Linked DNA regions of Rattus norvegicus: region 2 is linked to region 1. The links are chromatin contacts, called in public Hi-C maps. All regions are on one chromosome and are shown on one strand. Each heading gives the region's core, a stretch centred on a gene start, on an enhancer-like site or on the middle of the called end of the contact. The rest is flanking DNA. Distances are from core to core; before and after follow the strand shown.

Region 1 (4,890 bases), core at 10-2,509:
AGGCCAGCATGCCACACGATGTCACACAGTGACCTCCGGGACAACTGGAGTTACATAGTAAGACTGTCTCAATAACAAACTTTAATTTTTTGTTGTTGTTGTTTTTTGTCTGCTTTGGTTTTGGTCTTTTGAGACAGGGTTTCTCTGTGTAGCCCTGGCTGGCCTCTGTGCTGGGATTTTATACCACCACCTGGCCAAATTGAAACTTTAATTTCTATTACCTTGGCAAGAAAAGTGGCCGTGCTTTACAGTTTACAAATCTCTTTAGTAATCTCTTCCTCTCCCCTTTTAAGTAATCTCTTTGGCTAGTTGTCAGTGAACTCAGTGAGTTTTCACCCTAGACATAGGGTGAAAGAACATAGAGGAAGGAACAATCAGAGGACTGCTCAGTGTGCCTGGAGTCATACAGGGTTGGTTAAGTGTTATCCTAATAAAATGTGTTAGGAGTTACTATTGTGTGTGTATTTCTTAGGTACACAATCTCTTAAGGTCTGGACTTGCTGGTACACACCTATGACCCCAGCATCCCGGAGGCAGAGGCAGGAATCATGAATGAGCAGACTGAGCTACTTGACCCTTCCTTTCCCCCACACCCCCACACCCACCCCCCACAGCCACCCCCCACTCCCGCACCCACTCCCACTCCCGCACCCACTCCCACTCCCACTCCCACACCCACTCCCACACCCACACCCAAATGCTGTGAGCTTGGTTTCCTGGCTGCTGCTTGATGCTTTACAGTGAATTTATTTCTTCTGTAAAGCCTTTTAGACCAAAGTAGATGAGTAAGACTCCCCTAACACTAAGGGATGAAAAAAAAGAGTATTTCTCTCAGAAATTAAATTATTATATATCAAAACTGCAGGAGGTATGGATTAATGAAGCATACTGAGGTTTATGATCGTAAGTAGTAGAGGGTCAACAACTGGCATGTCACTGCCACTGCAGAACCAGCTTGCATTATTTCTGAGGGGCTGGAGAAATGTATGGAGGGCCTGGCTAGGGAAGTGTATGTGATAACTAAGTGTTCTCCCACCAAACTGCATCTGTTTCCCCAGAAGACTTCCAGAGAATTTAACCAACCAGGTTGAACAAATATTTGGGAAGACAAAGCACTAGTACTAAACAAATACCCTTTTTTCTTGTCATGAATAGCAAAGGAATACACATAGGTTAAAATGCAAATAGCCTACCACTTTATACAAATGATTAAGCACTTCAGACTTTAGTCCCTGGCAAAGTCCTGGCAGTTACATAACAAATTCCAATGGCCAGTAACATTTAAATGATCAGTTCTAACCTCTTCCCCGGCTGGCCTGGAGCTTACAGTGCAGACCAATGGCCCAAGTTTTTGATCTCACCCCCCTTTTTCATCCTATCTCTCCTTTCCCTCTTTTGTGGGATTATAAAGAAATGAACCAGTATGACTAGCTGAAATTGCCATTAAAATTCAATGCTCTCATTGAGCCTGTTTACTATTTTAAAAATATTTCCCTAAATTTCCTTAACAAGTTGACCTTATTTTAACATTGAGTTTATTCCCAAAATCTTAAACAGTTAAAAGAACGTAGCAAGGAATACTCCAATTATTTGAGTTATCATGTGGTGATTTAGTGGGCAGGACAACCGATACTTAAATCTTCCTCAGCAATCACTGACCACAGTATACTGCAGCTCCTTATACAGAATTACTTCTCTATGAGTCAACTGCTTTAAGACAAAAGTAACAGCTTAACAAATTCTACTAAAGTTAGCAAAGTGATAAAATTAATTTAAATATAAAATTGTTCTAAAAAATAATCCACAGTCTGAAGCTATCTCATTAACTTTAAATATATCATACACCTCACAAGAAATTACCAAGAATTAAACCCTTCAAATACACTTGGAAAACTCATAACCCAACTGTGCTTGTGCTTACATCTAAAACATACAGATTGTAAACGGATAACTAAACGTAAGTGCTTATATAAATAAACCTTTAACATTACAAGGACTCCATAAAGACAATGAACAATAAAAAAGTCTTAAAAATACAAATGTCCTCTTCCTCTTCCCCTCTTTCTCCTCTCTTTCTGTCCTTCTCTGTCACCTTTCTCTGTCTGCCCCCTTCACCAGGTCCCAATAAAGTTTCCTTTAAACTAAAAAATACACATATATACATATATACATACACACAAATGTAACCAAGTTGCATGTTAAATGTGTTTTTCACACATCTAAGACATGTGAAGCATTAACAAGCTTTGAAAAGGTGGCCTGCATTTTTTCTTCAATCAAGTCAATTTCTACATCACAGAAAAAGAATTTTTTCTTACCAATAGCATTATACCATTGCTCTTCTCCGATCCTGACGCATCAGCTTTCAAAAGCTGGCTCTTCATATAAAATAAAACCATAAAAATCCACACAAACATTAGAATTTTATACCAAATACTGGTTCTGTTTAAATTGCTTTAAAGATGTTATGATATTAAAATTTAGGACTTTTTAATTCAGCAACTTTAAATTGGTTTTAGAAGATATGCCCTTCTGTTCTTTGCCACTGGCAGAACTCCTATTTGAATAAATCCTCTCCTGCCAGCACACACAGGTTCCGGCCTACAGTGCACGCCTGAATCCCGATGTTATCTAACAGTAAAGGGCTAGGCTATTGTCCTTAACCAAACCCTTCCTTGAATTTATAATGAAATGGATTTACTTCATCAGGAGAATAAAATGCAGGGGAGGACAAAGTGAAGCTATCCGAAATAAAAGTCACTGAGTTTTAATATAATGCTTACTCTCCCGCAGATTCCATAGTAAGAACTACTGAAATTAGTCTTTAGCCTGTTCTAGAAGTTGATGAGAGCTTATTTTCTCAAACAAGACAAACTGGCATCAACTTGCAGAGAACATCATAGACATCTTTGCTTTCCATGAGCAAAATACTGCAATAGTTCATCTGAGTCAAATGTGGTGTATACATCTGTAATCTCAGCATTCAGGAGACTGAGGTAGAATAATGAGTTCAAGGTCAGTCTGAGGCTATCGCAAAATAAAATGAAAAATTTTAAACCTGCCTAGAATTCCCAAAGGATTAATTTCACAAGGAGCTTTACAGAGTCATCAGTAACTTAAGTAAAACTTGAAGCAAAGCAATTTTAAGTATTATGTTTTGTTTTCTTTTGTGAAGACTCCCATGTAGCCCAGGCTGGTCCTGCACTTCCTATGTAGTTGCTTCTGACCTCCATATAAGTGCTACATATATACGCTCCCCCAGCCCCACTCCATAACATATGCACACAAATAAAATTTTAAGCAGACATTTACCCCTCCTTTTTTGAGATAAGGTCTCTCCATATAGCCTAAACTGCTCCTAATCTCTTGCCTTAACTTTCCAAGGGCTGAGATTACAATCGTTTACTACCTCACCCAAGTAAAAACCAAAGGACACCAAAAGGGATACTTCAACAAATACCACAACTGGTATAGACTTTCAAATTTACTGCACCCACAACAAACCCACAATTCAAAATGTGCACGCCCTGGTTCTAACTCAGCCCAGCAAACGACCTTTATTCTACTATCTATATAAATACCCACGTAAAAAGATCAATGAAATTTTAATCCTCCAACCATAGTAAGCGAACAATTGACAGTGCTGAGGACAGAACTCAACTTCAAATCAGCTCCTAACATAACAATAAAATGACATAATATAGCTTAATGAATACATGGAAATTTTACAAAGATACCAGCTACATTTTAACAAAGGTTTACTCAATACCCACTGTATCACTTCCCATCTTAGACTTTCTCTTATAATACATGCTTTTGTTTCTGTGTTTAGGCTTAAGGAAGGCTATTGTGTCCAATATACACCAAACTAAAACTGTATTTACATTTGTCAAGTGAAGTTTTTGTATTTTTTTCTGTGTTAAGGAGCAACACAAGAGGTATAACAAAATAAGTTATAATTAGGCCACACAGTATTACCCATGTTGGGATTTAATATAAAGAATGAGTTTAGCCTATACTATATCACTTTATTATAGACTATTTTTTAAATAAGCATTTTTATTTAGAGGTATTCCAAATGGTTAAAACTGTCCTCATGAGACAAAATAGTTCATCTGATAAAGCTTGGATTGGTTAATCAACTAATTAATTTATATTTTAAGACAGTATCATATAACCTAGGCTGGCCCTCGACTTCCTATGCAACTGCGGCTGGCCTTGAACATGTGACCCTCCTGCCTCTACCTACTTCCAGAGTGCTGGGATTGTAGGCATACGCCACACCACCCAGTTTAGTCTGCATTTTACAGTGTCTACTGAAGAAGGAAGGGGAATCAGAAGACAGAGTTAGCTAGTTTTACCCAGAAGGAAGACTGAATGATGTATACATAATCCTAAAATCTCCACTCTCTTTGCCTAGATCTCATCTGAAGTCATTTTACCTTTGGCATTTTTAAAGATATTTCTTTAACAAGCACGTTGCCTTTTATTTGTTCTGTTTTCTTTTTCTAATATAGAGCCTCCCTGTAGGACAGGCTTGCCTACAACTCATAACCCAGAGTCACAGAAGCTCAGCAAGCGCTCTACCACCAAACTACATACAGTGAGTTAATTTTCTTTCTTATCTACGTTTTGCTTCAGCTGAGTAAATGTTAATAATGACCCATAATACAAATATGATAAGTAGCAGCATATTTTTTATTTTGTTCTTTAAGACAGGGTTTCTCTGTGTATCCCTGGCTGTCCTGGAACTCACCCTATACACCAGGCTGGCCTCAAACTCAGAGATCCACCTGCCTCTGCCTCCAGAGTGCTGGGATCAAGGGCCTGTGCCACTACAGCCTGGCTACAAATTCTTATTTTTTATTGAATTAAGTAAGCAAGTGCATC
Region 2 (4,696 bases), core at 1,255-3,754, 120 kb before region 1:
TATAGATTTACTGTGGGAAGTTTTACCCAGGAGAGAGGAAGAAGCTACTGCAAAGACCTCCCCAGGACAGAAAGGGAATGGGGATTCCCTGATGCATGAGTGGAACGATACAGGGTAGCTGTGTGCTCCTGCTGGAGAGAGACCAGCCCAGGGTATCCCATTCCACCATAGCTCTGGACTCCATGCCAATGCCATGGTCGGGAAGGTCCCAAGGTCTTTGGGCAACAGATGATAAGAGAGCTGAGGTGTCCGTGCAAAGCTTGGTCACTGGTGTGTGGTTGGAAGGATGCAACAAGCTAAGTAGATGGTGATGGGGGGTGGGGAGCTATTGTCTGGAGAGAGGCTGGAGGTCGGCTAGTTGTTAACATGATCTGGAGGCCGGGCGCATCTAGTGACCCTTTTGGTACTCCTGAGGGTGACAGCTCAGGTTAGCTATAATAAGCAAGACTAGGGCCAAAACCACATGAGTGCTGGCACAGAGGATGTCAGTGGGACGCTGACGTCTGCATCCAAGCAGAAGCCCTTGGAGGTTCCCAGACAACAAAGCAGAGCCGAGAGCCCTGGATGGATGTCGCAGGCCCATGAGACCACTTAACCCCTTAGTGAGTCCCAGGGGAAATTCTTAGGTTCTGTGCGAGCAAGAAGGGCTCCGCCCTGTAAGCAGAGGCTTTAACTGGCCTCTAGGCGGGAATCCAGGAGTATCCCAAACCCTCTGAGGGTCAAGATTCTCTAAGGCAGAGCTGAGCTCCAGTTGTGAGAGTTGATCAGCTGCACGGTGGATGGGAATCTGGCAGGGTAGAGAGCTGTTCTCCCTGGATGCCTGCTCTCAGAGAGCGTCCAGCTGGACTGGCCCAGGAGCGACTCGACAGTGTGCTTGAGGGTTCCAAAGAAGGCATAGATAGGATGGACAGTCCCAGGGAGACTGCTTCCACTGGGGAGGGGTGGGGAAGGGAACAGACAGTGGTCCTGTTGCCTCATATGCTCAATTCAACAGGGTACAGGGGGTTGCTTAGAATCCTAGGGAGCTGGAACATGCTGAACTCTCTGGTGGGGGTGCTTTCCACTTAGGAAAAGCTCTGAAAGGCTTTCCTTCCTTCCTTCCTTTATTCCTTCCTTCCTTCCTTCCTCCCTCCCTCCCTCCCTCCCTCCCTCCCTCTGTCCCTCCCTTCGTTCCTGTCTGTCTTTCACTGGTATTTGAAATGTTCTTTTGCGTGTGGATATGCACATGCCATGGCGTGGCGTAGTGGTTAGGAGACAAGCTTCAGGAGCCAATGACCACAGCTCAATCTTATTTCTGTCATTGTGCACGTTCTGACTCGATAGCTCCCTGCCTCCCATTTCGCTGCAGGAGTCCTGGGATGACCAGTGCTTATCACCATCTGGCTTCTTCCATGGGATCAAACTTAGATGCTTCTTCCAGCCAAACAGCACTCTCAGCCAAGTGCACATGCCAGGCAGAACGCTGGTTCCTTGGGTGAGACAGAAACATCTGTACTAGTCAAGTTCTCTTACTCACAGAGCCATTGAACAATGAGCCCCTGGCTCATTCTGCCACTCCGAAGGCCAGCAAGTTAGTCAGAACCCTTCAGCAGCCACCACGTCAAGAAAAGGTTCTAGAGAGCTCTGCACCCCGGGCCTCCAGGGGAGTGGGCTCTTGTTCCAAAGCAGATGTGGCACCAGCTCTCTCACAGCCGTGAAGAAGCATCTCCCTCCAGGGATGCCCTCCCAGGCAGTGCCTGAGAGGAAGGCTAACCCTGTAATGTCTCTGTCACCTCCTGACATTGCAGGGCTGAGGACTAAGTCTCTACCTGCAGTGGGGACCCCTTTGGGGGAGAGAGTCAAACGATGCTTTCACAAGGATCTCCAAGGACCGTCCTGCAAATCAGATATTTACATTATGATTCATAACAGTAGCCAAATTAGAATTATGAAGTAGCAATGAAATAATTTTATGGTTGGGGGTCACCACAACATGAGGGGACTGTGTTAAAGCATTAGGAAGGTTGAGAGCCGCTGCTCTGGCACGCGGGCCTTAAAGGGCCTGAAGACAGGTGTGCCTGCTTACAATACGTAAAGGGAGATATAAAAGAAACGGCTCTCTGTTTATATTCAAATTAAGATTCCAAAATACAGGCTGTTATTTTGCCAAGAGGAAATTATTTTACAAAAGATGAACAACCACTATAGTTCTAAAGAGACAAAACCTGCTTCTTCCCGCAAGCTCTGGCGGTCCAGGAACTCTGAAGCAGACATCCATGCACTCAGACTCCAGCAGTAGACGTAGGCAGTAATGACTGTTGACTGGATTGACACCATAGCGGTGTCTAGCGGCACCTTTGGGCATCGTGGGAGGGGAGCAACAGGTCAGCTTTGTGCCAGACCGGCCTCGCTGACATCAGGCTGACCTCCCAATTACCAATTCCGTTCCTGGGCGTGTGGGCACGGACAGGACCTGGCACTGCGGCTGTGCGGCCCGGACGAGGCGTCACGGCCACCGCAGAAAGCCGTTCTACCAATCGGCCACAAGGGGGCGCGCCGAGACCAGGATCCTAACATCTGCAGGGCTCAACCAGATGTGCCTCAGAAGCTAGCTGAGACCCGGGAAATAATTCACAGTGGTATTTGTACAGTGCTTGGTTCTCTACTCTGTAACCGCACCGTGCAACATCTGCACCGCAAGATTTAGAAAAGTACATTTCCCTTATGCCCAAGTACGCAATCACGAAAAAGAAACAGCAGTGTCCACATTGTCAGGAGACAAGCCAAGCAGAGCAGGTAAAACAAAGCGATAGCCAAACAGGTGACCAGCATTTGTCCAACCCTTTCTCCATTCACACCCAATTCCTTAGAAATACAGTCGTGTCGTATCACACATTCTTATAATGTGAGGAGGTTCTGTCAGGGTTTCTGTTGCAATGACTCCAACTCAGGTGTACGGGTCAGCCCCTCTAAATGGTCTCATGCGATCAAGAGAGTGGGCAGCATGAGATGTACTTGGATGCCAAAGCCTAAAGCAAGGTGCTGAACAGTAAACATTTTGTTTTGCCTTCTTTAGGGTCTCAGGGACACCATCCAAGGTCTCTCCACCTACTAGACAGGCAGTCTACATCTCTGTACATGTTTCTCAGACATGAAGAAATCCACTCTGAATGATGGTAAATAAACAGGCACAAGAATATATTAGTCACTCATGGTAGGTAGAGCATGCTGTCTATAATTGCATATGTTATTCTTTGATGACAGTGGCATTGTTTACAGTAGATCCCCCAGAAAATGGTGAGTAAGGTCCTCTGATGTTTGAATGGTTACCATGTTGCTAGAAGGTAAGAATTCTTCACGCCTGTTATTATCTTATGAGGCAGTCTATGTACGCCGCCCATCACTGACCAAAACATCATTTTAAAGGGAATAGTAGTAAGTAGTAGTAGTAGTAGTAGTAGTAGTAGTAGTAGTAGTAGTAGTAGTAGTAATACAATCACTCTTTGGAAACCCATCTTACTCTGCTGTCTTGGTGTGCTGTGAAATATTGAACTGTTGATAAGGAGACACAGCTTAGCCGGCTGCCCAGAGTTCCCCTGCTAGCAGATGACAGGAAGTCACCAACCTGCAGTGTCAAAAGACTCCTGCGAAGGAATCCTGTGTGCCAACAGGGGGCGCTCCACAAGGACAAGGGGAAAAAAAGAATATAAGACATGGTCTTCTATGCTGTTTGTGGCTTGATTCGATCAAAGATCCATATACCGTGTTATACTGGGTAGGTCCCGTGAAGCCAGCATTCACAGCACAGCCCTGGCTTAGGATGCAAATGGCACTGTTGGGCACAAATCTGGGTGGCGCCTAGACAAGCCGAACCTTGTTCTCACCCCTGGCTGTGGGTTAGAATCATGAAGAGTGAATATTTGCTGTTTATTTTAGAGGGTGACATCTTTGCCACCTCCCAAAGTAATTTTAGTCAGAATCTCAGAAGATGAAGCCCAGACACCTTATCTTGCTTGTTCCTGGACTTTTTTTTTTTTAACTATTTATTTTATGTATATGAGAACAATGGCACCAGAAGAGGGCATCAGATCCCATTACAGATGGTTGTGAGTCACCATGTGGTTGCTGGGAATTGAACTCAGGACCTCTGGAAGAGCAGTCGGTGTTCTTAACCACTGAGCCACCTCTCCAGCCCTGGCCTTTTTATTTTATTTTGCAATGGATTCTCCCTATTTTGCCCAAGTGAGACTTTTCTGGGCCAAGTGATCCTCCTGCCTCAGCTCCCTGAGTAGTCAGGACTATTGGTATACATCCCTGTGCTCAGCTAATGTTTGGGGCCCGTTTATATTTTAGTGCTAGGACCTCAACCGTGCTAGGCAAACAAAATACTCACAAGCCGCAGCACCCGTCTCTGGTATTCTCTGTGTTCGTTTTTTAAGGGATAGATGGTTCTGGGGTTCCTCCGACCTCTCTGTCGCACAGATGACGAAGCAGACCCAGTAAGAGGGCATAAGTTAATAAATGTCAGAAGTTCTAAAGGCGGGTGGGGGGGAGGGCAGTGCTCCGATTTCTAGTACAGAATCATAAAAACAAACAAACAAACAAACATAAAACCCCAAACCCAAAACCACTCAATTCTTGGTGGCTGTCGACAGGGCTCAGTGGTTAAGAGCACGAGTTACTTTCCCAGAAGACCCAGGTTCTGTTCTTAGGGCCC

Evidence for each region. Hi-C and Micro-C count contacts between places; a contact is called where the count stands out from the background.
Region 2: a contact with region 1 is called in a Hi-C map of liver, with 3 times the contacts expected there. The contact joins two enhancer-like sites. A contact is called at or near these places in 6 of 12 Hi-C or Micro-C datasets (the A7r5 cell line, the Rat2 cell line, Schwann cells and 3 more).

What each region holds. Positions count from the first base shown.
Region 1 is chr11:83,885,135-83,890,024 of GRCr8, reverse strand. All of the region lies in intron 2 of Atp13a3 (ATPase 13A3), which reads right to left. Among named protein-coding and RNA genes, the nearest start is that of Atp13a3, 17 kb to the right of the region's middle. Within about 2 kb of position 1,259, at least 2 of the 93 cell types and tissues checked have an H3K27ac peak or open chromatin away from gene starts, as enhancers often do. A contact at or near this core is called in liver, where this site is marked.
Region 2 is chr11:84,005,454-84,010,149 of GRCr8, reverse strand. No RefSeq gene overlaps it. Among named protein-coding and RNA genes, the nearest start is that of Cpn2, 17 kb to the right of the region's middle. Within about 2 kb of position 2,504, at least 4 of the 93 cell types and tissues checked have an H3K27ac peak or open chromatin away from gene starts, as enhancers often do. A contact at or near this core is called in liver, where this site is marked.